Regions from separate parts of the Zea mays genome. Here region 1 is linked to region 2. A link is a contact called in public Hi-C data. All regions are on one chromosome and are shown on one strand. The core of a region is the stretch at or near the end of the contact, and the rest is flanking DNA. Distances in the headings are between cores, read along the strand shown. Region 1 holds the start of LOC100217221 (squamosa promoter-binding protein-like (SBP domain) transcription factor family protein). Region 2 has its middle 20 kb from the start of LOC100285499.

Region 1 (5,850 bases), core at 418-2,917, 39 kb before region 2:
GGAAAGTTAAAGCTGTGCATCCCTGATTGAAGCAAAACAGCCACTCAGGCAGGTGTAGGCTAATTTTTAAGCTCAAGTTCATCATATCTGTGGCTGTTGGTGACCAATTGGCGAGAATCTGAACTCTGAAGCAGAGAGAGAGGGAGGGAGGCAGGGCAAAAGAAAGAACTGATTTGGCATTTTCACTTTGAACAAAGGGGAAGGCAAGGAATAATCAGCAGTAAAAAGTAAAAGCTGTGGAGAAAAGATGTCTGGGTGTAAATCAGTCGGTTTGCTGATTGGTAGTACCAATTTTCAACAATTCAAGCAAGCGACCCTTTTCCAGAATTCCAGGCAACCAGCAGCAGGTTCATGCAATTACATCGACGTTTTCAGATGAAGTGAATTGAGAGAAGAGAAGGGATGGGATTGGCTTTGGCCTGGAACTGGAGTTGGCGTATATACCTGCTGCACTGCTGGCAGAAGCGCATCTCGCGGCCGGCGACGGCGACGACGGGCGTCTTGGAGTGCGCCTCGCAGACCTTGTGGCGGCGGTGGTAGTCGCGACACTTGCTGAGGTCGGCCTTGCAGCCGTCCACCGCGCACGACGGGCACTGCGCCCCGGCGGCGCCACCGGGCCCCGAGCGCGGGCGCTTCATCGGGCTAGCGGACGGCGGCGCCGCGGCCGCGGCCGCGGCCGCTGCCACTACCGGCTCCTTCGTCCCGTCCGCAGCCCCGAACTCGCCGAGCCCGCCGAGCTTGAGGTCCACGGAGCACTCCGCCCGGCTCGGCGCCCCGCGCGGTGCCGCCGCGGGGGGAGGCCCAGCAGCTGCGGCGGCAATGCCCGACGCCGCCGCGGGGGAAGGCGCGGCGGAGGCGGCGGCGGCGATGGGCGGCGGCACGGCGTCGTGCTCCAGGTCGGGCAGGTCCCAGGAAACCGGCATCTTGAGATCCCAATCCATGAATGGGAACGGCGCGGGCGATGGATAGCAAGCTCGACCGTTTCCCCGTCGGCCAGTGCAGAGCTAGGCGCCGCGTGCCCGTGCCCGTGCCCGTGCCCGTGGCCGAGCTGGAGCTCTGTGTGCGTGTCTTTCACGGCCAGGACAGTGCCGCGGCCGGTTTGTTGGGTTCCCCTGTCCCTCTCATCCTATAGGCCGCTCTGCCGCGGGGAGGGTGGCAACGAGCCAGCCAGACACCGAGGGGAGTTATTGCCTGGGCACCACCGCGCGCGCACAGAAGCGAACAAATCGAGCACGGGAACAGGGCAAATGCCGCAGATCAGCAGGGGGGGCTGCTGAGCTTATCCTGATGGGGAGGAGAGAGAGAGAGAAACAAACAGCCAGCCAGAGGGAGGGAGATGAGCTGCCGCTAGAGCTAGATGCCGGGCGGTGCCCGGTGGTGTCGAAGCGAGTGGTGCGCGGAGGGGGATGTGCTACTGCAGTCTGCTTGGTGGGAGGGGAGCCGTGGAAGTGGAAGTGAGGAACAACCGAACAAGCAGGCGCAAGACCAGCACCAGTGCACCACCACCACCACCACCACCGAGGAAGAGGAGGCCAGGCACAGCCACAGCCAGTACGTGCTCGCAGAGGCAAGTGCAGCGCAGGTGTATCAGTGTAGTTGTGTGGATTGCGAGTGGTGTGGTGTGGAGGGCTACCTCTATCAGCTAGAGCTCAGCTCAGCTTTCAGACCTCAACTGATGAGGGCGTGGATCAGTGGATGGATGCATGCCCATCTTATACTAATCACTCGACTCCACTATTCTATTATTACGATAACAAAAACAAAAACTATTTTTTTGTATGGATTTGTTTTTCTTCGTTCCACTGCGAAATGCAACATTGCTTGCAGTAGCCATTCATCAGGGCCACCATCAATCCCCTGACAGGGATTCTAAAGGCGACGGGCCCCGCAGCGGGCGCCAGGTGCCATGTTCATCCTTTAACACCAGCATGGAACCCTTGTGCTGCTGCGCGCAATTATTGGGGGGAGGGGGGGTTGGTTCGGGGGGTCTTCGCCGCCGCCTGCAGTGCTTTGCTTTGGCCGGCCCTCCCTAGCTAGCTTGCAGCAGAGGAGACGGGTGGGCATTACTTCTCTTGGCTTCTTGTTAGCGAGGTTGGTTGAGTGGGGGAAGAGGACTGAGGAAGGTTTAATGAGTGTCATCAAGGGCTGGGCTACAGTAGAGCGACTAGTGTTTTTTTCTCTCTCTTTCTCTCTCTCTCTCTCTATACTTAAAAACAACAGTGTGGTAGCTCACTCATGTAGTCATGTGTGTGTGACTGAGGAGCATGTGAAGGCACTGTGCTACAATAGTTTGGGAAGCTGGATTGTTTGAAAATATAATAATGTTACTTTCCTCCTAAGGCCCTTTTCGTTTTGTGCCAATCCATAGGGATTGAGGGGGATTAAATCCCCTACAAGTCAAAATCCTCTCCAATCCCTTCCAATCCCCCTCAATCCCTATGGTTTTGGGATCAAACGAACATGGCCTAAGGGAGGAGGGAAAAAAAATCAAACTTCTGTTCAGCATGATTGCGAGGCTACTGTGCTAAAATAGTGCGTACGTGATGGTTAATCGGATTACTATATTGGTCACGTAGCTAGTCTGATCCATGCATCCGTCAAAAGGCAAGTAATTTCGATTTTTTTTTCTATCTCCAGCGGCGAATCCTCGAAATATGTCTAGTCAGAAGAAAGCTGGAGCTGCAAATGCATGTTATTGTTCCACGGATCGATCCATTTGCTACATAGGAGTACGTATATAGCAATTGGAAACAGCTTGAGGCCCTGTTTTGAATTGTAGTATTTTTGCAGTTTTGAAACAATACTATAATGTTTGATGATACTATAATATTGGAGCTCAAAAGGTGTTTGATTTAAACAGTCAAAAACTCATTTTTAAATACCATGGTGTATCCAAAACTGTGGTATTTTTGGAGTTTTCGAAACTCCACTTAGGACCCCAGTCTTATTCTTTCTTTCTACATATACTTTGTTTTTCCAATAAACCAAACAGATTTCGGTTTTGAACAATACTGTAGTTTTACAGTACCGTAGTATTTATGTCATGTACAATTATAAGTATCTCAAAACTACAGTATTTCAAAACTACATTCCCATACAGTCCCTGAGTTTTTAAGCAGTCCATGTGTTTCAAAACATGAATTTAGTATGCCTCTCGTTCAAAAAAATAATAATTTTTGGAGACCACGGACACAGAGCGAATTTGGCTCGCTGGGCCTAGCATGTTTCTTGGAGTGTATCGAATCAAAGCTAGCCTGCCTTTGGAACCAAACACGTCCCTAATGCGTGCATGCTAGTACTACCTCGATCGTTAAGCTAATTGCTAGGTGGCTTTTAATATGCCCGTTCATGTCAGTTCCAAATCCAAACGCATGTGCTTCGTCTAAAGAGGATATATGCATGATAAAATACTCGATCTGCGCGCGTCGACAAGAAATATCCAATTGCCTTTGACGCTTCTCAGTTCTCTCCCTGCTGTCAGGGAAAAGTACGGTTAGCAAATATATATCTTATTCTTATCCACAAAGCTCGCAAAACATTGCAACATGGGTAGACCACACAGTCTGATTCCATAGCGAAATTCCTCAGCAAAGGTTGCACTTGAATACCAGTTTAATATCTCCCCCCAAAATCCAAGATCCCAGCATGTTCCAACTGCATCTCTCACCAGAACCCGGATCCCTCTGATCTGGTCCAATTCTTTTCTCCAAAAGAAAGATAGAGAGAGAGAGAGTTGGTGCATGCATGGTCCATTTCTCCAACACAAGTACATTCCTTTTTTTTAATCAATATTATATGGCGTCAGCTTGCATATTGTCGCCACATGTGGCTCCAGACCTTCATGGGAATTTGTGCACGAGTTTTTTTTTTGGTGTCCTCAGCCCTCAGGATTCAGGAGTCAGGACATAGGGCCGGTTGGTAGGTTTGTTTGTCCCTGACATTGTTGCTGGGCGTAGGATCGATGGCTCTAGAAAAAGAAACGAATAAAAGGGATGAAAGATTGAAAGGTGAAAGATATATTGCACTACGTACCACATGATCGCGGCCTCTTCATTAGTTTGCAAAATTAACACGGAGGGGAAGAGCTATAGCATGGAATGATTGGCCACATAATATCTGCTTTCTTGCTTGTCCGTATGCAACTTTTGTCACGCTTATGCCACTCTAGAATGGACTGTAATAGGTCGTTTATAATGCTACTCTCGAAAAAAAGCCACATCTATCTGAGGTGTTGTTTGGTTCACGAAATGTAACGTAAAAGATAATAGTAATGGTTTACACTCGATTACGGACGGTAACAAGTTTGAATAGTCCGATATCAATTTTTAGTATGATATCTGATTACGGTTAGACTAAAACAAACATGATTTAACGTTATCACTTACCCATTTGTCGGGGACCATAATTAGGGGTACCCCCAAGACTCCTAAATCTCAGCTGGTAACCCCCATCAGCACAAAGCTGCAAAGGTCTAATGGGCACGATTCAGGTCAAGGCTCCGTCCAGTCAAGGGACACGATCTCGCCTCGCCCGAGTCCAGCCTCGGGCAAAGGCAGCCGACCAGGAGGATTCACGTCTCGCCCGAGGGTCCCCTCAAGCAACGGACGCACCCTCGGCTCGCCCGAGGCCCAGGCTTCGCGGAGAAGCAACCTTGGCCAGATCGCCACGCCAACCGACCGTATCGCAGGAGCATTTAATGCAAGGATCGACTGATACCTTATCCTGACGCGCGCTCCTCAGTCGACAGGGCCAAAGTGACCGCAGTCACTTCGCCGCTCCACTGACCGACCTGACAGGAAAACAACGTCGCCTGCCCTGCTCCGACTGCTGTGCCACTCGACACAGTGAGGCTGACAGCAGCTAAGTCCAGCCTCGGGCGCCATAGGAAGCTCCGCCTCGCCCGACCCCCGAGCTCGGGCTCAACCTCGACGTCGGACGACGGACTCTGCCTCGCCCGACCCCAGGGCTCGGACTCAACCTCGACCTCGGACGACGGACTCCGCCTCGCCCGACCCCAGGGCTCGGACTCAACCTCGACCTCGGAAGACGGACTCTGCCTCGCCCAACCCCAAGGCTCGGACTCAGCCTCGACTCTAGAAGGCGGTCTCCGCCTCGCCCGACCCCAGGGCTCGGACTCAGCCTCGACCTCGGACGACGGTCTCCGCCTCGCCCGACCCCCGGGCCCAGACTCAGCCTCGACCTCGGAGGAGCCTCCGCCTCGCCCGACCTCGGGCTCGGACCGACCACGTCACAGGGGGGCATCATTACCCCACTCCTAGCTAGCTCAGGCTACGGGGAACAAGACCGACGTCCCATCTGGTTCGCCCCGGTAAACAAATAATGATGGCACCCCGCGTGCTCCATGACGACGACGGCTCTCAGCCCCTTACGGAAGCAAGGAGACGTCAGCAAGGATCCGACAACCCCGACAGTTGTACTTCCACAGGGCTCAAGCGCTCCTCCGACGACCACGACATCACATGAACAGGGCCCCAAAACCTCTCCGACAGCCACGACGGCATGTACATAGGGCTCTGGCTCCTCTCTGCTAGACACGTTAGCACACTGCTACACCCCCATTGTACACCCGTGCCCTCTCCTTACGTCTATAAAAGGAAGGTCCAGGGCTCTCGTACGAGAAGGTGGCCGCGCGGGAGAACGGGCCAACACATAAGGCTCTCGCTCTCTCTCTCTCTCCCACGCGAACGCTTGTAACCCCCTACTACAAGCGCATCCGCCCTGGGCGCAGTACAACACAAGGCCGCGGTTTCCCCTTACTGTTTTCCCCCTTGTGTCCCGTCTCGCGCCGACCCATCTGGGCTGGGACACGCAGCGACAATTTACTCGTCG
Region 2 (5,570 bases), core at 2,822-5,321:
TTTGTTATAGTACATGGGGAATGGAAACGTAATATAAACATAATTGGTGTAGTAGTGTAGTGGTATAGGAGGGTATGCGCGAGAGAGAGGTTGCGAGTTCGAATCTCACCATCAAAACATATAAGTTTGATTCAAAATAATAGTGAAAAATGATAGGGCAACGAGTAAGGTAATAGGGTAGGGTTGGAGAATTGTTCCTAGAATTTAAAAAAATGTTTTGCTGTTTTTTTTAATTTGTTCTATTCTTCCTTTGCCGAGTGTTATTCTTTGCCGAGTGCTTTTTGACACTCGGCAAAGTCTTTGCCGAGTGTCCGAAAAAAAGCACTCGGCAAAGAACCATTTGCCGATGAAATCTTTACCGAGTGTTCTTTGCCGAGTGTTACACTCGGCAAAGCCTTTGCCGAGTGTAAAATAGCCTTTGCCGAGTGTCTTAGACACTCGGCAAAGAAAGCGATTCCTGTAGTGCACCATGTATAACTAATGGCAACATACCAGATGCAAACCAAGTTTCCGTACAAACCAGCTAACCACTACAAGAAACTGATAAATGTTCGTGGGTAAACTTAAGAACGTGGGTACCGACGTTCTTACTTGAGTTAATTTCATGGGTTATGTTAAAAACGTGGGTACCGACGTTTTTAAGTTAAGTTCGTGGGCCCTGGCTAAAACCGTTGAACTTAACGAGTTAGGAACGTGGGTACCCACGTTCTTACGGTAAGTTCGACGGCTTATTACATTAAGTTCGACGGGTTTTCACCCACGTTCTTTAACCAGTTTCTTGTAGTGAACAAAAAGTCATAAAAAATTCTCAAAAAATTATAGATGTACTTCGTTGCCTACTCTACCACTGAATAAAATTTAAAGTTCAAATTCATCATATGTTAAGAGATAGAAAAAAGTGAAAAATATCTCAGATTTTTTTTCTTTTTTGTATCTTTTAATATATGATGAATCTAAACTTAAAATTTTATATAGTGGTATAGTGGATAATGAAGTACATCTACATTTTTTTGAGATTTTTTTTGTGACTTTTATTAATTGGTTTGCACGCGGAAACAGCTTGTTCGCTGCGGCTTGCTGCGGCTGCAATCCGGCTGCGGCTGCGGCTTCTACAGTATTTTTCTCTCTATGGATTGCAGCTGCAGCAATCCAAACAGCCGCAACAGTGTCGGCTTGTAGCCAGCCGAACACGCCCATGGACTCGTGTCGGCGTGTTCGGCTGGCTACAAGCCGACACTGTTGCGGCTGGCTACAAGCCGACACGCCGACACGAGTCCATGCGCGTGGGAACAGCTGCGGCCTCTTGTTCATTTTTTGTGATGCTTAGAACACGAGTTCCCACGCGCGCCATGTTGAAATCATCATTTTTCCTGCCAACCGAACAAGAGGCCGCGCATTTTTAACACAAGTCTTCCAACCATTGGGTGATTTGCACGCACATATATATATATATATATATATATACATTCTTGATGCGCTAGCTAGCTCATGTTACCATCATGCACCATTCATACAGATGGGATCTCGCACTTTTTCGACCTGACCGAACACAAGCACAGTGGTCTATATATGTAACAGGCGTGCGGCTTTCAGAGATCATATATATACAGTGGTTAGATTGTCACGTCACCCGACTGTGAACAAGCAGCTAGAGCTAGGTTCTAGTCGTGTCCGTCCACCAGTGTCCACGCAAGCTAGTTTAGCGTGGTAGCATAATTGCCATGCGCGTACGTGAAGCTATTGCAAGATGCTAACCGTCAAAGCATGGATGTGGATCAGCTGTCAGTCCATTGATGATCAGTTTATTTCTTTTATTTGTTGCCCCGACCATATGATTGTGAGTAGTACTGAATTCATCATGCATGTGGGTTGGCCAATGCAAAAGAAGCAGTCATACGTACTACTTCACTTGCATGCGACAAGGGGGGCGCACTGAATGAACGACACTACTAGATAGCGAACAAATAAATGCTAAAAGCTTACACGAAATATAATGCATGGAGAGATGTTTATATATGTACCCGTACTACTGCGTATACTGCACGGTTGTTTGTTGCAGACAACATATAGAAACAGTAGCAGTAGTATACTACACCGTACCTAGCCAATTTAAAGCAGCAGGCCATCAAGTTATGAAAAAGAAAACACTAGTGTTTCATATTGGGTCATCAGGCTATATGAACTGCATGCATGAGCATGACCATCTATCTATAGCCATGCGTATGAATCCCTTGTTGAGCACTACTAGTAAGTAGTAGGAGTACAGTAGAGCGGTAATTAACCAGCGTGAAATTTACCGAGCTTGTGTAACTTGTCGTGTAGGACTATGACCTCGGTATTATTGCTACCAACTGTAGCAGTAGTAACAGTAACAATCTGCGAGGAGTGGTTCAATAATCAGAAAAGTCATGCATGGGCATCCGCCAGCGTTAGCAGCTATGTAGTCTCTACTCCTACTCCTAGCTTAGCTGATGAAGGAAAGGAGGAGCTGCCGCCGCGACCGCGAATGATAGGACTACTACCCATGGAAGCACATGCACGCGCTGCAGCCTGCAGCGATGGCCGCCGATGGGAATGGGTGAGTGCCTGGGAGGAGGAGAGGGAAATGGAAACGCCCCCTGCTTCTGCTGCCTGCCGCCGCGGCGGAGTGGGGCAGCAACCCATCAGGGCTTGTTCGGTTCTACCCTAATCCATATGGATTGAGGGGGATTGAGGGGGTTTTAATCCCTAGTAAGTCAAAATCCCTCTCAATCCGTATCAATCCCCTTCAATCCATATGTATTGAAAATAACCGAACAAGCCCTCAATGGGCAGTTGGATTGCTTCCCACTGCGCAGGAGACAGACGGCTCCTGTTGGCCTTTATTGTGCCCGGCCCGGCCCATGGTTCTACTATGTTCTATAGTTAGAAGACTGATGGTGGAGTCCGGACCTCAGAGGGGAGCACCGGCGGGCGGACGGACGGAGCGTGCAGTGCAGGACTACGTCCACACCACAGCCGAACGAACTACTGTAACCGGCCGGGCGACGATGGTGATACTTGCTTGCGGTGAAGCTAGCGGTACCAGTCAGTACTCGCGTAACCCTAAACTGGAGAAGGATCACGACGTGACTGCCAAGTTTTCCTACTACACCTCCTCTGTTCCATTCCACGCACGCTACACCACACACACACACACACACACCCCCACGCCGTCTGTCCTCTGACGGTCTCTATCACGTCGCTGTCTAGCTAACGTACGCTCCACGGACGGTCCAGTCCAGTAATAACAATAACAACAAGGCAGTCTGGTCTGGCAGTCGTCGCTTCAAAGACCGACGGCTCGCTACCACGCTGTGTCGTGGCGTCGCCGTCGTCTGGCTAGGCAGCGGATCCGATCGCGCATCGCAGCTTCCATGCCTCCGCCGCTCGGCTCGGCGTCTTGCCCAAACAGTGCGCCCGACCGCGACGTACGGCTCGGCCCGGTCGCTGTCGGGGCCGCCGGAAAGCTAGCGACGGGCCCTGCCTGCGTCGTCGCCTCTCTCGCCCGCATGACCGTGTGGATCACCAACTGGTGCTGGTGGTTCTTGTCTTGCCCTGAGTTCGTATCGTTTCGTTTCGTTTCATTTCATCCACGGCTACTACTACACGCGAACGCAGTAGTAATGGATAGACAGGGACGTGGCCTGCTTCCTCGACCTCCAACTGCGCTGGGACTGGGACTGACTGCAGAGGTCTTAAAAAAAGGTACCGTAGAGCTCTTATTGAAGAAGAAAAATCTCTGCGAGATTTCTGTGGCCTTTTTGTCAACCTTGCGTTGCGTTAGCTCGCGGACAGCGACGGCGGCGTGGTTTTTTTATATTATTTTCTCCATTCTGTTGTGGATGCGACGGCAGCAAAATTCTCTCCTCTTCCGGACAGTCTCCAGACCAGACCTGAGAGACGGCCAGGGTTAAATAATAATAATAATCTGATTTGATCTCACCTTCCCGTGCCCCTTTTATCTGCTTGCTTCCCTTCCCTGTAGCGCGCGCGGGCCCTGATGAATACTAGTGTGGCCGCGCGCGCCTGCTGCTGGCACAGCAACAGCACACGCGACAAAGGGACGGCCATGGCCCATTTTACCCCAGCCGAGCCTGTCTGCCCCTGCGTGCGACTGCGAGGATGTAAACAATTTTTTTCCCCTACCACCACCAAGCCAAGCGTCACACCTCGGGTGCATGGCGTCATGCACACCTCGGGCAGACGAACGTTCCCGGCCACCCGTCTCCAATCTTGAGATAGCTTTTGCAGAAGTGCTCCTCTCGTTCTCGTACCGTCAAAAAAAAAGGCTACGAGGGTCAATCGCAGTCACTGTGCTAGGCTTTGACCTTGTGTAAGTCGTAGTTCGTGGTAAATGCGCGCCGGCACGCGTCATCAGTTCCGTGCCGGAGTTGGTCAGCATATTTAGCAAAACCAGGGAAACCGAAATCCAAATCACCTCCACCTAAAACGTGCCCACCAGGGCGCCTATGTCAGCATTACCGATGCTCATCTTTGATACCAAAGACAAATTATTGATCAGCTAAAAACTACGGGCTTCAATAGGAATGCTAATGGAACCTGAGCCCTAATGTTTCCATGAGGAATTCTCCTATTAATCATCACGAAGATCGAAATGGGGGAAAAAGTCCTCATTGAGCTCCTCGTTCCCTACATACCCATCCTGCGAAATTTCCTTGCTCTAAATTAGCCTCATGATATATTAAAATTCTACTAAAATTCAATACATAGCCTAGCATGAATAGCAAACAACCTAAAGTGCATGTCTCTTATAATTTTAAATGTTATTTGTTTAATATATATTAATGTTGATATAACCAATTTACATTTGTCTCCAAAATCTGAATTTCCTAATAGGGACGGATTCCCTGCAAGTATAAAATCCCTGCTAGGGACGGGATGGGAGAAACAGAAGTCCCCCGTGAGCTTTCGTGGTGATGGGACGCATACATGGAATTTTTCTTCTTGTGGGCATGGTGACATTAGATTTTTCTTCTCGCGAGGACGGGATGGAGAGCTATTTCCCGATAAAAAAAATTCACCACTACTATCCCTAGGCTTAAATAGATCATGATGACAACTTTCTCTTCGTGCTATTCTTCCCAAAACCCTCAATGTGAAGCGGAAGCCACTCGAAGGCGCCACGGGAGAAATCCTAAGATTATTTAACCTCCTTTCCTCCCTTGTCTGATGGGCCATGGCCTCCTCACCCTCGCCCAGATCCAACTTAGCTAGGAGATGGCAGCACACGCCCCATCTTGTAGCGGCCAAAAATCCAAGTGAGAGACACAACTCTTCCTCCTCGCTGACGCCTGAGCATACGACCTATTCAGAAGATGTTTTTTCAGATGCTACAACAACTATGGCTACATATCCCCCTCCCATTTCATAGTAGAAACAACAGTTGCGATAGTTGAAGTAAGCAGGGCCAAAGAGGTTGTTCCCATTGCTAATGGTGGTGGACGTTCCGTTCTTCAATCTTCACCTTGTTAGAAGTTGTAGGACCTTGTACACAAAATCTAACAATCGGATGTGATATAACATGTGTG

What was found. Hi-C and Micro-C count contacts between places; a contact is called where the count stands out from the background.
Region 1: a Hi-C map of tassel shows a contact between it and region 2, with 6 times the contacts expected there. The contact joins the promoter of LOC100217221 here to the enhancer-like site in region 2. A contact is called at or near these places in 11 of 25 Hi-C or Micro-C datasets (bundle sheath, ear, endosperm and 4 more) and 1 of 3 datasets of contacts at active chromatin or transcription factors (leaf).

The regions. Positions count from the first base shown.
Region 1 is chr7:142,904,380-142,910,229 of Zm-B73-REFERENCE-NAM-5.0, reverse strand. It overlaps LOC100217221 (squamosa promoter-binding protein-like (SBP domain) transcription factor family protein), which reads right to left and starts at 1,667. Exons shown (of 3, transcript NM_001359706.1): 1 at 445-1,667. The coding sequence starts at 941.
Region 2 is chr7:142,868,537-142,874,106 of Zm-B73-REFERENCE-NAM-5.0, reverse strand. No RefSeq gene overlaps it. Among protein-coding and RNA genes, the nearest start is that of LOC100285499, 20 kb to the right of the region's middle. Within about 2 kb of position 4,071, at least 18 of the 20 cell types and tissues checked have an H3K27ac peak or open chromatin away from gene starts, as enhancers often do. A contact at or near this core is called in bundle sheath, ear, endosperm and 3 more, where this site is marked.